Linked DNA regions of Mus musculus: region 2 is linked to region 1. The links are chromatin contacts, called in public promoter capture Hi-C maps. All regions are on one chromosome and are shown on one strand. Each heading gives the region's core, a stretch centred on a gene start, on an enhancer-like site or on the middle of the called end of the contact. The rest is flanking DNA. Distances are from core to core; before and after follow the strand shown.

Region 1 (5,061 bases), core at 1,552-4,051:
GATGCCATCAGACCCTCCATATGTACTAAAGGGAACTCATCATCTGGACAGTGACCACTCTATAATAATTTAGCTCTCACCTTTAGAGACTCAAGGGACAAAGAAATGGTGCCACCTCATAGTAAACAAACAATTTCAAAGTTTGTTGAGGTGTTCATCATTCTCTTATTACCCTTACAAAGAGCTGTAGATTCCTAAGTCTGCTGTACACTACTCCAAGCCATGGACACAATGTAGTCACCTATCAACAGAGTTTAGAGGCCTCTCTCACAAAAAGTGACTACGCTATGATAGATGTGCTAGTCTGTTTTATTATCTCTATAATATATTCTATAACATCATTTTGTAAACCTCAAGTATATTTGATGAAATTTCTTTTACTGTTTTATATTTAAAAATGAAATGAATCAACTCAATTATTTTTCACAGGAAAAAAAATTCTCAACTGATATCCTAAGTAGAAAATTACTAGTATCCCATGGGTATATTGTGATTCAACAGCCTTCTCAGATTGTCTTCTGTTGCTGGACTAACGAATCACATTTTCTTATTAAACCTACAGCGTACTTAGCTTCACTGTCTAAATTTCATAGTCTAAAATACCAGGATAAATGCATGAATGACCTCACAGGACTCACAAGAGGCAAGCTTAAAACTGCATAAATGTGCTCATTACAGTGGGCTATCATTACTGTTCTTAGTTGAATTGGTTTTAATTTGTAATTTCTTAAAGAGAGGCTCCTCTGACCCCCCAATTGCTTTGGCTTTGGAGTTCATCATAAAATAAAACCAGCATTCACTGTTAAAAAGAAAGAAAGGAAGCAGATGCTATTGTTCTATGAAGTTCTTATGTATTATGCTTACTGCTTATCACCTCAAATGGTAGAGCCATAGCCATCACTATTTACCCGGTTCACACTGAACGTCATCGCTATTGACACAATGGAAGCCTGGGTTGCTTGTAGAAAATTCATCAGACAACAACATACTAGGAGTACAGAAAGTGCTAGCATGTGTCGGCATTTCAGGCCATCTAGGATCTTCGAGTGAAATAAAGAAATTGGGACGGATGACCTTTGTGTTCCTTTTAAAGTCTCACATTTCACCCCGGCTCTGACCCCTGTGGATACAGGATAGATTGCCTGTATTGATTACACCTTAAGAGTGGAGCTGAGCTAGGTTCTATTTAATCAGTCCTACAGGGCACAGGTTCCTTTCCCTGCTATAAAATTTAGAAAGCTCAGAATCAGAGAGGTTAAATGATTTTCCCAGCACACCATCTGGCATGTTTATAATTTCCTGTTGCAGATTGCTTATTTCTAGCCACCAACAAATGGCTAAATTGAGAGCAAGTCTGGAATGTAATGGCACAGCCCCAGCATGGCACTACACTTTCAAAACTGCAGATACCTGAGCTCAGTCCACACCACCCTTAGAAAACTTTACAACTTAAAGTGGAAAGCTACAAATCAATTTTTGCTTCTAATTGTTTTTGACAAACATGATCCATGTTTGCTGTTCTACAGGCATGATCTTTAGCATTGTCCCCATCATATTCTAGATGATAATTTACTTTTTACTATACAGTCTCACAATAATTTCAAACATAGCTCATTATGGTCAGTGACAGAAAGAAATGTTTGAAATAAGCAATGCTGTATCTCATTTGATTTTTGACATTTTTATTGGGTTGGTTTTTTTTTAAGTTTCTAGTTCACTTAACAGCTGGACATCCAACATATATATCATTTTAGTTTGAAAAATGAGAGTGTATTCTAGATGCCACCCACTTGCCATTGTAATAGATAGAATTACTGATTATATATACCCTTCTCAGCAGCAAGAGGATACACAATTGCCTCCCAGGACTGTGATAAGAAGATGGCAGTTACAATTGGCACCTAGAGAAACAATACATAATTGCCATCCACTAAACTAACAGAGAGGGAGAACGAGATTATCTGCACAATAGCCCAAGCAGCAGACAGAATCAACAGCCCTCAGCCCTTATTTTGAGCAGAGGAGAAAGAAGGCAATTTGCTCTCAGAAGTACCAACTCAGGAGAAATCTTTTGTGGAAAGATGACTCATATTGCATCTTTTACAAGTTCTTTTTTGCTCACTCTGCAAAAGGGAAAGGGTGAATATGAAATCCCAAAGCAAAAGGGGTTAAAGCAACCCTCAGGTACCAGGAAAACAAATTATGGTAGCTTTGATGGTGACAATTATAAATGGCTTTATGGTCAGTGATGTTTTGAGTAGTAAAAACATAGCATCAATACTTCTGTTGGAAGTATTTTTTCCCCTGTTGAAAATTTAATTTATCCCAATAGTTGGCTTTCCTGTGCAGGGAGGATGCACAGTACAGATGCTTTGATGATGTGAGTCCTGGGCTTCAGGCTATTCCACCATGCTGTTTCCATGTAGAGGTCTGAGATGCTTCTCATCTCACATATAGCAAACAGATTTCCATGATTACAATCGTGTCTCACTAGGACTGTACTTCCAGTAAATGTGCTATCAGTTCTAATAATTGCTCTGCTTTCCCCAGCAGAAACTTCTAGAGATGAAAAATCGGAACTAGTAAAGGACAGACAGGGAGAGGAGGTAGTAAAAGGCCGATTCCTTCACTGTGGCTGACATCTAGAGCCTGAGTGACTGAGAATGAGATTGGCACAATTCTTTCTCTTACTTCTAATTTTTAATGAGCAGAAGATTACAACAGAAGATACACAGCTGAACACAAGGCCTCGTGGAACTTTGTGCAGCGTGGGCGTTAGTGCTGTGCAACAGAAGCAAACGGAGTCGTGTGTGCGTGTATGTGTGTGTGTGTGTGTGTGTGTGCTCTCGGCAGTGTAACCCATAAAGGATGCAGCCCGCGTTCAATCCGCAGAAGCATGCACTGGGCCGCATGGGAACAATGTTTTTGAAGTTACAATGTTGCGGTGCTGGTAGATTGAAAAGACAGCAAAAGACCATGTTTCTTCTCTATAAAGAAATCCATATAATGAGAGAAACTCATGTACTCTATCATGTTCTTAACGGTCCAGTGACTATTCTTAGTATAAATTTCACTGTATCATTGACTTATTTCTGGATGCTTTTGCTTCAATTTTGGGTGTTAGGGAAAGACTCCGGTTCACTTATGGAAAATAAAGCATGTTTAAGAAAAAGAAAATCCAGAGTTCCTCCTGTCAAAAGGCCATGCAGGGACAAAGTGGAGCAGAAACTGAAGGAAAGGCCATCCAGAGACTGCCCCACCTAGGGATCCATACCATATACAGCCACCAAACCCAGACACTATTTCTGATACCAAGAAGTACTTACTGACAGGAGCCGGTATAGCTATCCCCTGAGAGGCTCTGCCAGAGATGGACCAATACAGATGCAGATGAGCACAGCCAAACACTGGACTGAGTGTGGGGACCCCAATGGGGAAGTTAGGGCAAGGACTGTAGGAGCTGAAGGGGTTTGCAGCCTCAAAGGAAGAACAATATCAACTAACCAGACCTCCCAAAGCTACCAGGAAATAAACAACCAACCAAAGAGTACACAGGGGATACCCATGGCTCCAGCTGGATATGTAGCAGAGGATTACCTTATCTGGAATCATTAGGAGAAGCATCCCTTGGTCCTGTGCAGGCTTGATGACCCAAGAGAGAAGAACACTAGGCCACTGAAGCAGAAGTGGATGGGTGTGTGTGGGAGCACCCTCATAGAGGTAAGGAGGAGGAGGAGGAGGAGGAGGGGATAGGGGGCTTGTGGAGGGGAAACTGGGAAAGGGGGATAACATTTCAAATGTAAATAAATAAAATAACCAATAGAAAAAAGAAAGAAAATCAACCACAAAGCACATTGATTGAAAAATCATTAGTTTTTAAACGTATTGCCCTACTTTCTGATATTTCCTTCACTGAAAGCTCTGATGTTGGAATCACACACTGTAATAATCAGCATTACAAATGAGATGAGTTGGAGCAATAGTAGTTCCACTCAACACAGAGTAGTACTGTGAGCTCAGCACCATTCCAGAGTACTGTGTGCTCAGCACCATTCCAGGAAGTCAGTAATGCTCGCCAGGTCCTCACAGTGCATCTTTGAAACCTTACTCCTGTTTTCAAAATCAAGAATGAAAGCACTACGAAATCAAGTAACTTTTCTAAAACAGTACTATGAATCCCGTGGCCTGCACTGGCCTATGTTGTCCAGTTCTAAGTCATCAGCTAGGGTCCCTATCAAGCTGATTGTCAGAGTAACCCGAGTGGAGAAGAATGCAGATCTTTTTTCTTTCTTTTTCTCTTTATATTCCTTCTTTTTATTTAATCATTTTTTTTACACTCCAGATTTTATTCCCCTCATGATGCACCCCATACCTCTTTCCACCCCCCTATCTCCATGAAAATGTTCTCACACTCCCAACCCCTCACCCTAAGAGACCTCTAAACTCCCTGGGACCTCCAGTCTCTTGAGGGTTAGGTGCATCATCTCTCACTGAACCCACACCCGGCAGTCCTCTGCTGTATATGTGTTGGGGGCCTCATCTTAAGACTGTTCAAGATAGTATAGGTTATGTCATAACACAGACTGCCACATGGCTGTCCAAACAAAGATTATCCAGTATCAGCAGCTTCTTTATAAAAGGTATGGACGGGAAAATTGGACCAGGTTAAAGGCATCAAATGAACTCTTCTATCAAAACATGATTTTTAAAATATATTTTATAGAAAAGTAATAATAATACATAAAAATACATTTAGAAATAAAATTCATCATCTAAAAATTGGCCTCAGGCCTTTAAGAGGCCCCCAGATGGCTCATGCAGTTAACTCCGTAGAACTGAGGAGTTTTAACTATAAAACAACTATTAACATATCCTCATACTAGGCTATGGGACTCAACCTCCACTCTGCCTTGACTACCTGGAATCTAAGAAACATAGTTCTTTTCTCTACTACCTCAGCTAATACAAGTCAGGGCAGTAGTAGGAGATGCTCCTATAAACAGAAGGATCCAGTGGACTGATAGGTGTTCATCCATCGTCACTAGGCTTCCCTGTTAGTCC
Region 2 (4,925 bases), core at 2,363-4,862, 1.7 Mb before region 1:
TGTCGAAAAAATGCACTTAGCTTCAAGGTTTCAATCCTGATAAACCATGCAATGTTTGAATGTCAAACAATTTTTGTAGCCAGCTTTCATCACATGGTCTTGAATATTCATATATATCGGGAATGAAGGAGAGGGGCTCTAGTCATAATAGATGCTCAAACACCACCGCCCTACTCATCTCCAATCTCCCTTCCTTCAGACTCAGGCAGTCACAGGGGCCACAAGGAGCCCCACTGTCTGCTAGGTGCTAGCTGAGCTCTCCAGCCCCGCCCCATGTAGTGTCAAAGCAGACCTGCCAGCTGCAGTGGTACAGCCCAGCCCCCAAAGCCCGCTGCATTCACGGCCTTGTAGCACCACCACCCTGCAGCAGCAGCAGCAGCAGCAATTCTAGACTCCAGAGAAGGAGTCCGGACGTCAGCGCGCAGGGACAACTAGAGCAGCTACACATTAGCTTGTGATCTGCAAATGCCATCAGATGGATAGCTACAGAAACGGAGGGGATGGAAGACAATCAGGCAGTCTCCCTGCACACCCTAAGCAGCTTTTGCAAACAGAAGACACCACGGACACACTCAGTTCCACCTTCATAGGTCAGTCCCTATCTCTGCCTCCTAGAGCAGGGAACCACTGACCCACCAGGCCAAACTAGCAGGCAGTTCGGGAGGCAGGAGACAAACCAGCACTCCTCAGCTGAAAATTTCAGACCTTCTTCACTCTGGAATTAAACATTGACAAGACTACTTTGGAAGTACCTTTATGTTGTTAATTCAAGCGCCCTCAAGAAGGAAGTGGAATTTTCTGTAGGGAACAAGCAATGGTGGGGGAAGAAGGTAGAATGTACAAGGTACAAGAATAAGGCGCTTCGGAAGTTAACTAAATTTGTTCAGCCTCTTCAAGTGAAGGGAATCTCCATTTTCACATATCAGATCTAGTATGTTAATTAGGCAGTCTTAAATCCAACCTGCTTTTAAATCAAAGCACTAGATGGAATTTTCAAAATACCTATTGTACAAACAAAAACAAACACTGGGGCACAAACCTCTGCCCGTCTCTGAGATAAAGCAGGTGGGGCCAGGGCTGATGTTGTCACTGGGGCTGGGGCTGGGGCTGGGGCTGGGGCTGGAGCTGGGGCTGGGGCTAGGGCTGGGCTGGGTGGTGGCTATTGGTTTTTGGCCTCCTTCTCCTAGACATATAAAAACGACCTCTTTTCATGTATATATTATGCCACCTCAAATCAAAGCCTGGCAGTTAAACACCTAGTCTCAACACACACACACACACACACACACACACACACACACACACACACACACACACGCACACTCGACAATGAATTCCTTTTCATCCTAAGCAAGTCCCAAGAAAACTCCATTTCACATCAAAGTCTCGAGATTCTTAATTCACAACTACTGAAAGGATCTGGGAAGATCCTGCACATCAAGAGAACCTTGGTACAGAGGTTAAGGGGTTTTGGGGAGAAAAAATAAAAGATCTTTGATAGATGTGGGGGGCGGGGAAACAAACACCGGATCTCACTTCAGTATCTGGAGGGTTGGCTACCAAATGGTCCGCAGCAACCATAGCCTGAAGGAAACATGAACCGTTCATCTCTGGCACCTTCAGACAGGTTCAACAAGCCTGGCCCTTTTCAAAAACTATCCTCAGGCTTGATGTATTCATGGATGGATAGATAGATAGATAGATAGATAGATAGATAGATAGATAGACAGACAGATAGATTTCGCTACCACAATAAGTGTCCAGATATAGACTTACATTTTATATACCAGAAACTGCATACCCCGTCACTGAGCAAGCGCTCTTGGATACCCAGCCCTTTCTAATGATTTTCAAAACATTAATAAGTAAAGTAGCCTGCAATGCAGATAAGATGCTAGAAACAAGACCTTAAGGAAAGTGGGTGAGGCAAGTAGTCCTTCATTGTTACCTGGTGCCTCTAGGGGGAAAGACGGTCATAGGAAGACTTTCTGCCGGCAGGTAAGATCCAGGCAAGGTGGCTCCAGGTGGCTTTCACAGTCGTACTGGGGTCTAGCTCATCACTTCGCTGCCCTTTGCCATAGCTCAGCACCCGCATCCTAGGGAGTCAGAGAGGTGGCTCCTGCCCCTGCCTTCGCTGCTCGCAGGTCGCGCTGGGTGGGGAATCAGCGCAAATCGCCCAAACCGGTGGCTCCGCGCCCGGGGAGCGGGCAGAAGCAGGGCGGCCGCGCACACACAGAGACACGCTCACACACACTCACACATTCTCAGCCGGGCGCGCGCGCACTCACACTTGCACAAGCACTCCCAGAACCGCACCGGGAGGGAGAAACAGTTCTGGTCCTTCTCAAGATCCGGTCCGGAAGCCCACCAGCCTACCGGCAAAAAGAGCAGTCGCGTTCTCACATAGCCCTTTGATCACGTTTCCTTCAAGTTCTCCTGCAGCCAAATCCTTGGAATTCAAAAGCTGGTGACATTTCGCTGGGCAGAAAGGGAGTCCTGGAAGGGCTGTGGAAGCGTCGGGGATTCGTTAAGCAGTTTGAAAAGCAATCCTCATTACCTTGTTTGTACAGTAAACCAGCTCGGAGTGCTGAAGTTTGGGCTTCAAATGTTGTGGACAGACACATTCATATTCTTCGGACCAAAACAGGAAAGTCAAGATGCAGGGAATTAATACAGCTGCAAGTCCCTCTCTTGACCTTGCGATGTACCTGGAAGCTCGTTAATACAGCCACTTTCCAAGCCTCTGGATTAAGTGATCCTTACACCTGGGTTCACAGCCCATCAGCCTCCCAGAATCCAGCCTGGAAAACCGGTCTGGGTGTCCTCCATGCTCTGCGAGAACCTGGGCACGGAGGGGCATCTCTGAGTTAACACGTTTGCTTCTGGGCAGTTGGAAAAAAGACTGTCAAATGCATCTGATAGGCGCGCGCACATACACAGGCGCACAAACACACGCATACACACACGCAGCTAGCTGAAAAGAGGCTTACAAAACACTAGAGGAACACCAAGATGACTTGAAAAGGTGGAAAACCTCCAGATTAGTGCCGGGAAAACTGAAGGGCCAGCCGGGAGATTCCAAAAGTCTTCTCAGGTCTTTCAATATTCACATTTCTACGCCTCTCTCTTTCTATTTCTCCTTTCCAGAATGTTTCCTGGATCTGCCCCACCCCCGTCGAGTTGCGCCTTTTTTTTTTCCCCTAAGATAACCGACCACACAACATGAATTACATGGGTGCGTTGTGCCCACAGCTCCACAAAGTCCAGAATCCTAAGGACCAGCTAGCTAAGAAGCCATTCACATCTCACATCTTCAAGGGAAGAAGAAAAGCTCGCAGGCGAACACACACACACACACACACACACACACACACACACACACACACACACACACACACACACACAGCTCCGGCTGCTCTGCACGGGCTCACCACCTCCCTGCGCCGCTGCACACAGCGCGGTGGGCGCCCCTCCCGCTGGCTGAGGCCCTGGGACGAGTCCTCAGCTCAGGCTCAAGGCGGGAAGCTGCAGTCCGGGCAGGCAGCCGCCGCCCCGGCAGGCCTGGGAGAGCCGCTCCCCAGCGTGGTGCGAGCAGGCAACGCCGGCCCAGAGGAGCTGCGCTCCGCGCTGCAGCATGGAGGCGGCGGCGGCGGCGGCGGCGGCGGGCGCGCGGCCGAGAGCCGGTCCCTAGCTGCAGTGACGAGAACGGCCGCACCTCCCAGAACCCTAGAAACAGGAGACACCCCAAGCAGTAGCAGCTGTGCTCTCGGCCTTTGAGACTTCGGGCTGGATGTGTTCAGAGAACCGATTTTCCGCGGGCGCAAGGAGAGGGTTAGCGCCGTGCCTACAAATCCCTAAGCAGAGGAGGCGCGGGGGCGTTGCAGGAAGGGGGGAGGGGAAGCGGTGGAAAACCTGAAGGGAGAAAGCTAACTTCTGGGGCATCCCTCTGTTGGAAATGAACTGCCTGATCTAGTCGCCCACTGACCTGTGAATAAGGGAATAATGATTTAAATTTAAAAAAAAATAATAAAAATTAAAAAAAAAAAAAAGGTGTCACCCAGCCAGGCTGTGTCATTAGGCACTGTGACAAGTGATTAGCTCCAACCTGGCGGAAAAAATCCCAGCCTAAGAGCTTCTCGCTGAAACTCCCAGGCACTGAAGGCCGACTTCCAGTGTTCCCTAGTCTGTGTGTGAGTGTGTGTGTGTGTGTGTGTGTGGGGGGGGGTTGCTTATGAATCAGATGGAAGCGGATTCCAAAATGAACATTTACTTTGCAGAATCTGCCCAGTAGGTACCAGGCATGAAGAAGTGATGAAGCTAACCACATTTTAGTGCACAGAGCTTTATGGGACCTGAGTAGTCCTCAGAAAGGCCTGGCCACCGAGGTCACCTGCACTGGGGGAAGGATGTGGAGCCAGAGAGAGGTGTGGTACAGAGGAAAGGAAAAAAAAAAAAAAAAAAAAAAAAAAAAAAAGAGCCTCTTGGGGAAACATTGGGTAGGGCCCTCCCTGGCTTTACTCTTGGAATCCTGCCAAGATTCCCAGGTTCTCAGTTAATCCCCAGTCTCAGACCCCAGCCAAGCTCACAGAAACCCCCTAAAGACAGTATGTGGAGTGGTTTGAAGCTAGTCCTTTCAGGATAGAGTTGATGAGCACTTGATTTTTGGTTTCTGTGCCTCCCTCTAAGTTCAAACACCAACCTGAACCAAACCTGCATGGAAGAATTGAGGGGGGGTGGGTAGGGGGATACTGGCTATCAAGGAGCACTTCCTTGCCTATTTGCACCATACTGTTCCTCCCAGAATAGGATGCTCTGGAATTTTGCTCCCAGTAGACCCTGAGGCTTTACCCTTGCCTTGCGAATTCACATGGGCGTGCATATTCAGGCACACCCACGGGCCCTATCCAAGTGCGCGCACAGGCACC

The links. Promoter capture Hi-C pulls out the DNA fragments that hold promoters and counts their contacts.
Region 2: a promoter capture Hi-C map of hippocampal neurons shows a contact between it and region 1, with 22 times the contacts expected there. The contact joins the promoter of Lrfn5 here to the enhancer-like site in region 1. A contact is called at or near these places in 4 of 39 promoter capture datasets (cranial neural crest, hippocampal neurons, liver and 1 more), 3 of 484 Hi-C or Micro-C datasets (cerebral cortex and cortical neurons) and 4 of 115 datasets of contacts at active chromatin or transcription factors (SST interneurons, VIP interneurons, embryonic forebrain and 1 more).

What each region holds. Positions count from the first base shown.
Region 1 is chr12:59,812,286-59,817,346 of GRCm38.p6, reverse strand. No RefSeq gene overlaps it. Among named protein-coding and RNA genes, the nearest start is that of Gm22673, 140 kb to the right of the region's middle. Within about 2 kb of position 2,801, at least 6 of the 459 cell types and tissues checked have an H3K27ac peak or open chromatin away from gene starts, as enhancers often do. A contact at or near this core is called in VIP interneurons and hippocampal neurons, where this site is marked.
Region 2 is chr12:61,521,854-61,526,778 of GRCm38.p6, reverse strand. Lrfn5 (leucine rich repeat and fibronectin type III domain containing 5) reads right to left here and starts at 3,612. Exons shown (of 6, transcript NM_001310586.1): 1 at 1,949-3,612.